2 separate regions of the Mus musculus genome follow, and region 1 is linked to region 2. Evidence: chromatin contacts called from public promoter capture Hi-C data. All regions are on one chromosome and are shown on one strand. The core of a region is the stretch at or near the end of the contact, and the rest is flanking DNA. Distances in the headings are between cores, read along the strand shown.

Region 1 (4,839 bases), core at 1,901-4,400, 6.5 Mb after region 2:
TGATATATTCAAAATTACACACAAATTTAAAACTAACAAAAGCGTTGAGTTATTTAACGTATTGTTTCTACTTCTTTCTCCAGTTACCTAAAAATTAAAATGGGCAAACTACGGGTACTTGGAGTTTGTGCAGCTGCCATTAAAGAAAGATTTTAGGCAGGAAGAGAATTTCCATGACAACAAATGGAAATGTTTCATAGGAAATGACTGGAAAACCTAGCTAGGATGCAGATCTTATTTGTAATTTCACAAAGTTTTATCTCTACACAATTGCATCAGAACACTTTACATATTAAATGAGAGTTTTAAATAATTTAATACTGTAGTACATTTCTTTGGTTAAAAAAAATTACATTCAAGAAAAAAAAAGGTGTGTTTAGTGTTCATCCAAAGACTGGACTCCAAAACTGCACCTGGAGAAATACTTGTTCTCGCATCAGTTGGGTACCAGTTACTTATCATCAGTGGTGAGTTCTAAAATTCAGAATAAGTCAGAGTGAAGCTGTACTGCGGTCTTGACCTCCTGTCTTCCATTAACACTATTGTAAGACGTCATTTACGTTAATGCTTTAAAAGTTTTTCTAGATCCCAAACAAAGACAAGAACTTAGGTTCTTGGACTATATTTGAATTCTGAAAAGGTGGCAGCACTGTACCTCTGAAAGCAGAATTAACTTGATTCATTCAAAGTTGTACATAAACCATGAAATGCATTTTTGGTTTAGTGAATTTGTTTCTGATACTCTAAAGGGGATTGTCTTAATTTATCTACAAAATTTCAAAACAATTCTGAATAAATAGTTACTATCAAAATGTAAGCAGAGATAAAACTGATAACATGTTATTATTGTACTGGCTCCAAATAGCCATCTAAATATATCGAGTTACAAATAGAACATTTTAGGTAAGACGTATTTCGGATCACGTGGGTCATGACTATTGTGAAGTCTGTGTTTTTAATTGATGTATTTAGAACTTGCCTAAGACTATACCCATTGATTTTTTTTGAAGCTACAAGGAAATATTGCTAGTTAGTTAAACTGATGTTGCAGATAAAAACATGGTTTGATTCTCAGACATTGTTTACTCATTTTAAAAGCCACACGTACTCTAGAAGGATACAAATTCCTATTTTAATGTTCTTGTTATTAACTCAGATAATTTCTTTGCCTAATGACCATCAATATTCATTGCCTGGCATTTTTCTGCTATAACTTTTGGTAATTAGGATTGTTTTAAATGATGCTACAAATATAGGTGAGAATATTAAAATAAATCATACAAGATGGTTATATGCTTTGAAACATTAATTCAATAAAAATCAGAAGAGTTTGTGGAGGTACTAATTTACAATAGTTTATTAATATAATACTTAATTTCAGAAAATCATCTGGCTTAGAATAATGCTTTTCAACTTCTGTTCCTATGAATGACACTGGGTTATTTAATGTGCTGATTTCGCTTCTTTCTCCAGTTATTTAATGACTATTTGTAACAAGTCCTATCTTAAACTCACCTTGTCTGTTTTTATACATCAGGGAACTCGGTAGTATAAATAAAAATAAAATAAAAACATAAATCAGCCGCAAAGCTTTTAAAAATTACAAGTGTACAAATTAATGTTTCAATTACATTGAAAAACATGTGGAAACTGAGCCAAAAATCACTGAGGAGTTACTCAGGATGAGTTTGTAATATTTTGTTTATTTGCCAGACTACTAGAAATTGAGCTCAGAATGCTAGCATTGAAAGGCATCTTGCAGCTTATATTTCACTTAAGTAAGAAAACGTAGAATTTAATAAATTATGCTAATAAGCACAATTTTAATCCAAAACTGATATCTCCCATTCCTTAGCAATAACCTGTGATGCCGCTCTGACAGCCACTTGTTAAGTAGGCACTAGCTCCTTAGATTCTCAGGACAGTCTGTACTGTGGCAAGAGAGACCTGCAGCTGCTTCATCTCAGCATCATAGCTGAAAATCTAATTTAATTCCTCTGCTTAATGAGCTAATCCACTTGCTTATCGTGCCTCTGTTTATGTATTTATGGAGACTCCTTTCACACTCTTCCCCCACAAGTTTCCAGTATAATTGAAGTAACACAACTCTAAGCTTAAGAGTTTAAAAACCATGAAGTAATGTAGAAATCACTACATTTTCTTAACCCTGGGCAGTTGTGGGGTTTATGGTTGGTTGGTTGTTGGTTGGGTTTTTTGTTTGTTTGTTTGTTTGTTTTGTCTTGTTTTTGTTTTCCCCTTACCTTATTTGTAAGACACCCATGATCTTAATACAGTGGAGACAATTCATGAACACCCCCCCCAAAAGAAAAAAACCCAATACAAACAACAACAAAAACAAAGGAAAACCAAAAATGGGGTATTTACACAAATCTAGCAACAAAGAACAATGAAAATTCCATTGGTTCCCTAGTTAGAGGTGTAAATGTCAAAAGAAGCGGAAAGCAAACAGAAGTCCAAGCCGGTGGCTTTTCTTCTTAATCCAACTTTGTGTTCAGCCACACAGGAAGACTCTGGAACCCCATAGTCTTCTGCCATCCCTTCCTTAGAATACTGATTATGTGGAAAATTTAAAGACCCTTCCTGGGGTGCAAATGTTTTCCAGCTGTCAGGACTTGAGCTGGTAGTACAACTAACTTTAAAAAGGCATTGTTTCCTGATTAAGGTATTTGTTCAGAAACTTGCCTTATAGCCCGCTCACATCGTTAATAATTGGTAAATTTATTTTCTAAAGTATCACTGTAAATACTCTTATGCACTAGTAGTACATTTTGTATGCATTCTGGAGTAAGACTCTCTAGTATCCCTTTGTAGACTAAATGAAGCGGTTTCAACATTATTTCAATGCCACTTACTAAATTCTTGTTAGAAACATTGTCATAATACTTAAGAATAGTGCTGAGAATACATACGTTTATTTTGAATAATACACTTACCTGGCACAGCTCCTAAGGAAATTCTGTGGGAATAGTCTCAGGAGGGAGTTTGATTTTCTGAGATACTGCACAAGAGTTTCCCGGAGGCGAGGTGTGGAAAGCTTTGCAATGTGGTCCTGCAGGCAGCGTGAGGTCCAGGCAACAGAGCCCGCCGGTCCTAAGGCAGAAGTGCACGCTGCGAAGAGAGGGCTTGTTCTGAGTAGATGGGGAGTGTTGTCAGATTGTAAGCGATCAGCAGCAGAAGGGAAACATCACAGCTTCCTGTTACATCACCCCGCCCCGCCTGCACTTAGTGTTAGGTTACTTTCTTTCTCAAATAGCTTACCCCAGGAAAGGAGCAGCAACTCCCTTCTCACTCTGACAAGAGCAAGAAGCAGCCTGAACAGACAGAGATCCTTTGCTGTATGAACACATTGTTACCAGCAAAAGCTGGCTGCCTTTCACCTAGACTGAGTTCTGTTAGAACTTGCTGCCTGGGATTTGAAGGCGATCTTGGTGTAAAAGAATCAAAGGAGTTAGGAGTGTGGGTGTGTGTCGAATTAAGGTTCACAGAACAACCAGGAACAATTTATCAGTCACATCTTTTTTTCTTAAATGTGCATGGAATTTTGAGCATCAGAATTACTAATTCGGACTCAATTTTGAGCACTAATATCTGATGCAACTCCACAACCAGTTTTGCATGAGAAGATGAACAGGCTTCGGGCTGTCCTTTCTAGGAGTTCCTGAGTTGTATGTCCTGTAAAGCCAGACTGTGTATAGAGTATGAAATCATTGTACATACTTTTAAATATCTGACATAATTATATCATTTTATATAATCTAAACATTATACTAGTTGTACCTCAAAATAACCTTCAAGGAAAGGTGGCTTTAGTTTAACATGATACTATGAAATAATTTCATACAATAAATGAACTTCAATTTAAAAAAAAGTTTTCCCTCTAAACATAATTATATCATAAAGTAAGAAATCATTGCGTATGATCAGGAAAAAAAGCCTATAAACCTGAAATATACTTGTTAGTTTTATATAATATGATAAATTATGAGATTTGGCAATAATCATAACTCCTGAAGCCAGACAGCACTAAAAGTCACATGATCTTTGCATCAAATGTCTCACGTATAAACTGGAAAGGATGGATAAAATAATATAATTTGTCTGTTTAAACTTTGAATCAACATATTTTATAACATTTAGAAAATGGCAAGTTCTAACTAGCTACTACAATCTTGCTGCTTCACCTTGGAGGAACAGACGAATAGCGAAGCTACTACAACCAAGTAGCAGATGAGGAGCTCAAAGTCCTAGCAGATGAGGAACCGCACTAAAGACACAGGGTGCAGAATCTCTGGATATCGTGTTCCTGAAAGACACCGCCATTTTTAAATGTTTCCTATCTTGATCCATGGAGGAGATTTATTGCAGAATCTTTAATTCTGTATATGGATATAGAATAGGATGCATCCGTTTAGAAATATGGGACATAATTGACCATCTCCATCACTGAAAATGGAAAGTCTGTGTAAGAAGCTGAACTACACAATGTAGTTTTAAGAGACGGCGATAAACTGGGAAGTTACTTTGTGGACACTTTAGTTTTGCTTTCTATAGGGAACTGTTGAATTATATTTTCCTGTGCTGTTTCCTTCAGCTCATGGGGTGAAAAGTCAGCATTATAAATCACTACTGCCTCCTAAAATAATAACTCATTAATCAGAAAAACAGTAAAACACATTCTTGGGTGAAACCACAGAGTTCTGATGTGGAGTCGCATGTTGCACAGGGGCTCAGGAGGAAAGCAGTAGAGAGTAATCATGTCCCCTTGCAGATGTTTATACTCACTGGGACAATACTGACAGAACTTTTAAGTATGATGTT
Region 2 (4,545 bases), core at 1,651-4,150:
ATTATATGCACTCAAAATAGATCAAAATTACTCAACCCACTGTATTTCACAAATATGTATCTGTAGGCAAAGTTTACAATGATTTCAGGAATACTTAGTACAGAGAAGACAACAAAATAAAGCTACATGGATTTTAAAAATGCCAATTATTTAACCTCTACTTCATAAGGTGGGCCTAAATATAAATGACTACAACATGAAGTTTTCTTTATGTCAAAATTTTCAACAGTGATTACCATTTTCAATTATTTAATGTAATTTTTGTTGCATGTACACATAATCAGGGCTAAGCAAAACCTAACAAAATTATATAAATGAATCTACCTCAATTTTTTATCTCTAAAAATAATAAAATGGAACCATTATAAAAACTCCCTATATGCTATATTTAGGGAATGCATAGGTACCGTTATAATGAATTAACGGGGCCGAGGATACAGCTTAGTTGGCAGAATGCTCGCCTAGCATGCAGGAAGCCCTGGGATCGATCCTCGATACTGCATCAACTGGACATAGTGGCTCATGGCTACAGTCCAAACACTTAGAACGCAAAGGCAGGAGGATCAGAACTTCAAGGTCATCCTTGATGTCACAGTGAGCTTGTAACCATCCTGAAGATAAAGAAGGAAGGGGGAGGGGGCAAGGGAAGGAGGGAGGAAGACCTCAACAAGCAAACCCATTTGCTGATGAGATGGGTCAGGGATGAACCGCAGTGGGCCCTGCAATGTGTTCACACACTGGCTCATGTGTTAGGCTGAGCACTGCAGTTGGTGCCATGCAACAGGACACATACCCACAGAGAAGTCAATACAGCATTTAATAACCAACAAAAACACTGAACAAGTGAATAAACAAAAAACTAAAAGATATGCATGACTACTGATGTACTCGTTATCACTGTTTAATGATTTATTTTTTATTTCATGTGCACTGGTATTTTGCCTGTGTGTATATCTCTGTATAATGGTGTTAGATCCCTTGGAATTGGAGTTACAGTTGTGAGCTGCTATGTAGGCGCTGGGAATTTTACTCAGGTCCTCTGAAAGAGCAGCCAGTGCTCCTAAGTGGCTCAGTGAGCACACACAGTATTGAGCCATATCAGTCTAACAAAATACCTTATAACATATAGATTTTCTCTATACAAGAATATCAGGTGCATTTAAAACACATTTCAAATCGCACCCAAGATGATCAAACAGTGACAAAAGGAAATGGGGTCAAGGCCATGGCCTTATCCCACTAAGCTTGATCAGGCTTTAAGGATAATTACTTACCACATTTTGGTTAATAAGATGTGCCACAAATTTTGAAGCAGTCAGGCAAAGTTGCTGAAAAATCAAAGTAAAGACAGTTAACCCATCAACTGTCATCAGTCTTCCTGTATCAATAATATGCTCTTTACAAGGGAACACAGGGAATCATTTTCATGCAGGAATAGTGACATGAAGTAGCTATGAAAGCTAAAGTAGAAGAAGTACACAGGCAGCCATCATCGAAGTGGCCAGAGGATATTTAGCAGACTGAGCAGTTTACACGTGAAGTCAGCACGCTCACTTTTATAGAGGCTGGCTTACTGGAACAACCTCATGCGACAATCTACTTATAAGCCACTCATACACACCTTATCGTTCCTTCGATAGCCTTTCCGAAAATTAAGAATTAGTCTCTTGAGGATCAATTCTCCAATCTGTGGGAATTTTGAGTTGATTATTGCCACCAAAGCTGCATAAACGTGAGTGAAGATTGGAGACGCACTCTGGGCTTGCAGAACAGATCTGGACAGCAATCCTCTATTCAAAATACAGCAAAAGTCAATAGTCAAACAAGCAATTTAAAAAAATATGTCAAATCAAGAAAAACTATTTTCTAATCATGAATAGTAAAAGCCCATTCGGAATTAAATCTTTACTTCATTTCCTAGGAAAAGAGTACATCTTGGTAATCAATTTTAAAAAATGCTTTTATGAAAATAAAATTGTAAAATAAAATGAGGTAATTTTTTTCAAAAATTTCTCTCTAAATAAAGTTACTGTTTTTCTATTCACATTTCATCTAATCAGATTTAAAGGATCAGGGCAGAGAAAAACATGATTGAAATATACTGTATGAAAAATATTTTAAATAAACTAAAACCAAAAAATAGTGGCATTAAAAACAAGTTGCTTGACGAGTATAAAATGTACACAGCATAAAGTTTCTGACATGAGTCCATCACTTAACATACAATAACTGTGCTGGGACACAGCTCTGAGCTGTTTCCTTCTGTTGGTGTAGGTTTAGCGGCACAAAGGTAAGGACACGGGTGACCTAAGATGAAGTGACAGACAACACAGTGGTAGAGTCGCTCACTCTTTATGTGTAAGAAAGAGAGTGAGAATTCCTGAGCTGCAAGAAGAAAGTGAACCTGGATTAAGACGGAAGCCAGGCAGGCCACTTGTCTATGCCTGCCTGGCCTGTTTTCCAGGTGAAGGGAACAGAGCTCTGCTATCTCCAAGGACAGTGGCAGGCTCCAGGCCAACCTTCTGTTCCCCAAAACACGGTTCCCTGAGCTTAGTCCTAGTTTTCAATGAGTATAATCAAGGTAATGTGAAATCACACATGACAGCACTCAGATTGAAAACTAAGAGATATGTGATATTTATTTCCATTTCTTTAATCTTTAAAACAAAACAAAACAAAAAAAAAACAAAAACACCACCAGCTGCTGGAATTCAAATAAAACATGATGATTCCCTTCATTTTTCTTCACATTTCTTGCTCATCTTCCCCAGCCACCCCCTTCTCACTCTGCTCTAATTAGAACGTGAACTGGAATAAAGGACAAAATAACAAACCGAAAGGTGACACCATCTCGGCAGCGATGCTGGGAACTCTGCCTGCAGGGTCAGGAACAAGCTATGCTGTTCATTAAACTACCCAAGTTCAATGGAGTACCCACCCATCCAAGTTCTAGTGGCATTTTCCAGAAGAAAAAAAGCTCTTAAAATTAAGAGTATAAAAAATACAAATAGCCAAAAAAAAAAAAAAAAAATCTTCAGGAAAGAAAGAAAAAGCAAGAGACACCTTTTACTTGATTTAAAACTTACTACTACACAAAGACATAGTAATAAAAACAGCATGGTACTGCCATAAAGCTTAATAGAAACCAACAGAGAACAGAACAAAACACCTAGAGATAAATTCATACATTTTTATTTAATTGTATTTTGACATAAAGGCAATGTGTTCCAAAGTGATAGGAAAGCCAGATGCCAACATGCAGAGAAATAAAAACATACTTTAATCTTACGCAACACACACAAAGCAATCTAAACTGATTAACAAACAGAATCTGTACAACTTCCAGGAGGGAAGCTTGACAATATCTGCCTGGATTGACACATTTCTAAACAGAACTAAATAACCCAAGAAAACTTGACAAATGGCACTGCACTGATCTAAAAGGCTCTGGACAGTGCTAGAAACCATGCAAGAAGCCAAGAGACAAATACAGATGGGAGAAAGGATCTGCAAGCCGTTTATCTCTTAAGGAGCTAATATCCAAAATATCTGCCAAAGTAATAAAACATTAGTTTCAAAGCCTGACAAAACATCTAACTAGACATTTCAAGACGATACAGACATGCTGACATGAAGCATCACCTATCAGACGAATACAGAGTCAAGGCACACGATGTATCGTCTCATACCTAAATAATGGCTGCCATAAAAATAACCAAAGGTGAGCGTTTCCAAGGAGGCAGAGAACAGGAAGCACACAGGGACTGTGAACAGGAATGCGCAGCAGTGCAGCCAGCAGGGAAGACTAAGCCTCTGAGCTACACCGCACACCCCCACACCATTACCCACAAGAGCCAAAGGGAGTGAGTGCCATGTCAATGACAGACAGGGAATGTCATTTACACAATGGAATGCCACTCAGCATTAAAAAAAATTAAAGAAATCCTGACACATGACAACACAGAATATACATATTAAAGTAGCACACTGTTACTAAAAAATTTATAAAGATTTTATGCCAATTAAAAAAAAATAAAGTGGTTTGAAATAGCATATTTTAATAATTGTTATGCCTCATGGATTTAAATTATTGGAGACATTCAATAAATATCCACGCAAAACTATGGCATGATAGCAAATCTCCAAAAGCACTGGTTTATTACTCTTGAACAACATGGTTTAAGTTATTTAACAGCCTACATTTAAAAAGAACTGTATTTCAAATAAACATTCACAAAAACCTTTAAAATGAAGTAGCATAACAAATCAATGCTTACTGTTCAGAGACATTATGCTTCTTTCAATGAGTTACTATGAAATATACAAGGTTCTGGCTACTTACCTCCCTCTGACAATGTTCTCTTGAAGGAGCTCTTGGATAATAATGCTTATATTAGAGATGTTGACCTTGTTGATGAGACCATTGATGGATTTCTTCAGAGCCTCCCAGCTCATCCTCTGATATGCTAAGCTAAAAAATACCAAAAGAAGGGACCGTCACATGGGACCTTGGAACTGACATGCTGTCTTGAGCATCTGAAAGAC

The links. Promoter capture Hi-C pulls out the DNA fragments that hold promoters and counts their contacts.
Region 1: a promoter capture Hi-C map of cranial neural crest shows a contact between it and region 2. The contact joins the promoter of Calcrl here to the enhancer-like site in region 2. A contact is called at or near these places in 1 of 39 promoter capture datasets (cranial neural crest), 3 of 484 Hi-C or Micro-C datasets (cardiomyocytes, embryonic stem cells and neural progenitor cells) and 2 of 9 other capture datasets (adipose tissue and liver).

What each region holds. Positions count from the first base shown.
Region 1 is chr2:84,422,116-84,426,954 of GRCm38.p6, forward strand. It overlaps Calcrl (calcitonin receptor-like), which reads right to left and starts at 3,151. Exons shown (of 16, transcript NM_018782.2): 1 at 2,955-3,151.
Region 2 is chr2:77,922,866-77,927,410 of GRCm38.p6, forward strand. It overlaps Cwc22 (CWC22 spliceosome-associated protein), which reads right to left. Exons shown (of 20, transcript NM_001362658.1): 6 at 4,343-4,471; 7 at 1,622-1,790; 8 at 1,275-1,328. Among named protein-coding and RNA genes, the nearest start is that of Cwc22, 21 kb to the right of the region's middle. Within about 2 kb of position 2,901, at least 14 of the 459 cell types and tissues checked have an H3K27ac peak or open chromatin away from gene starts, as enhancers often do.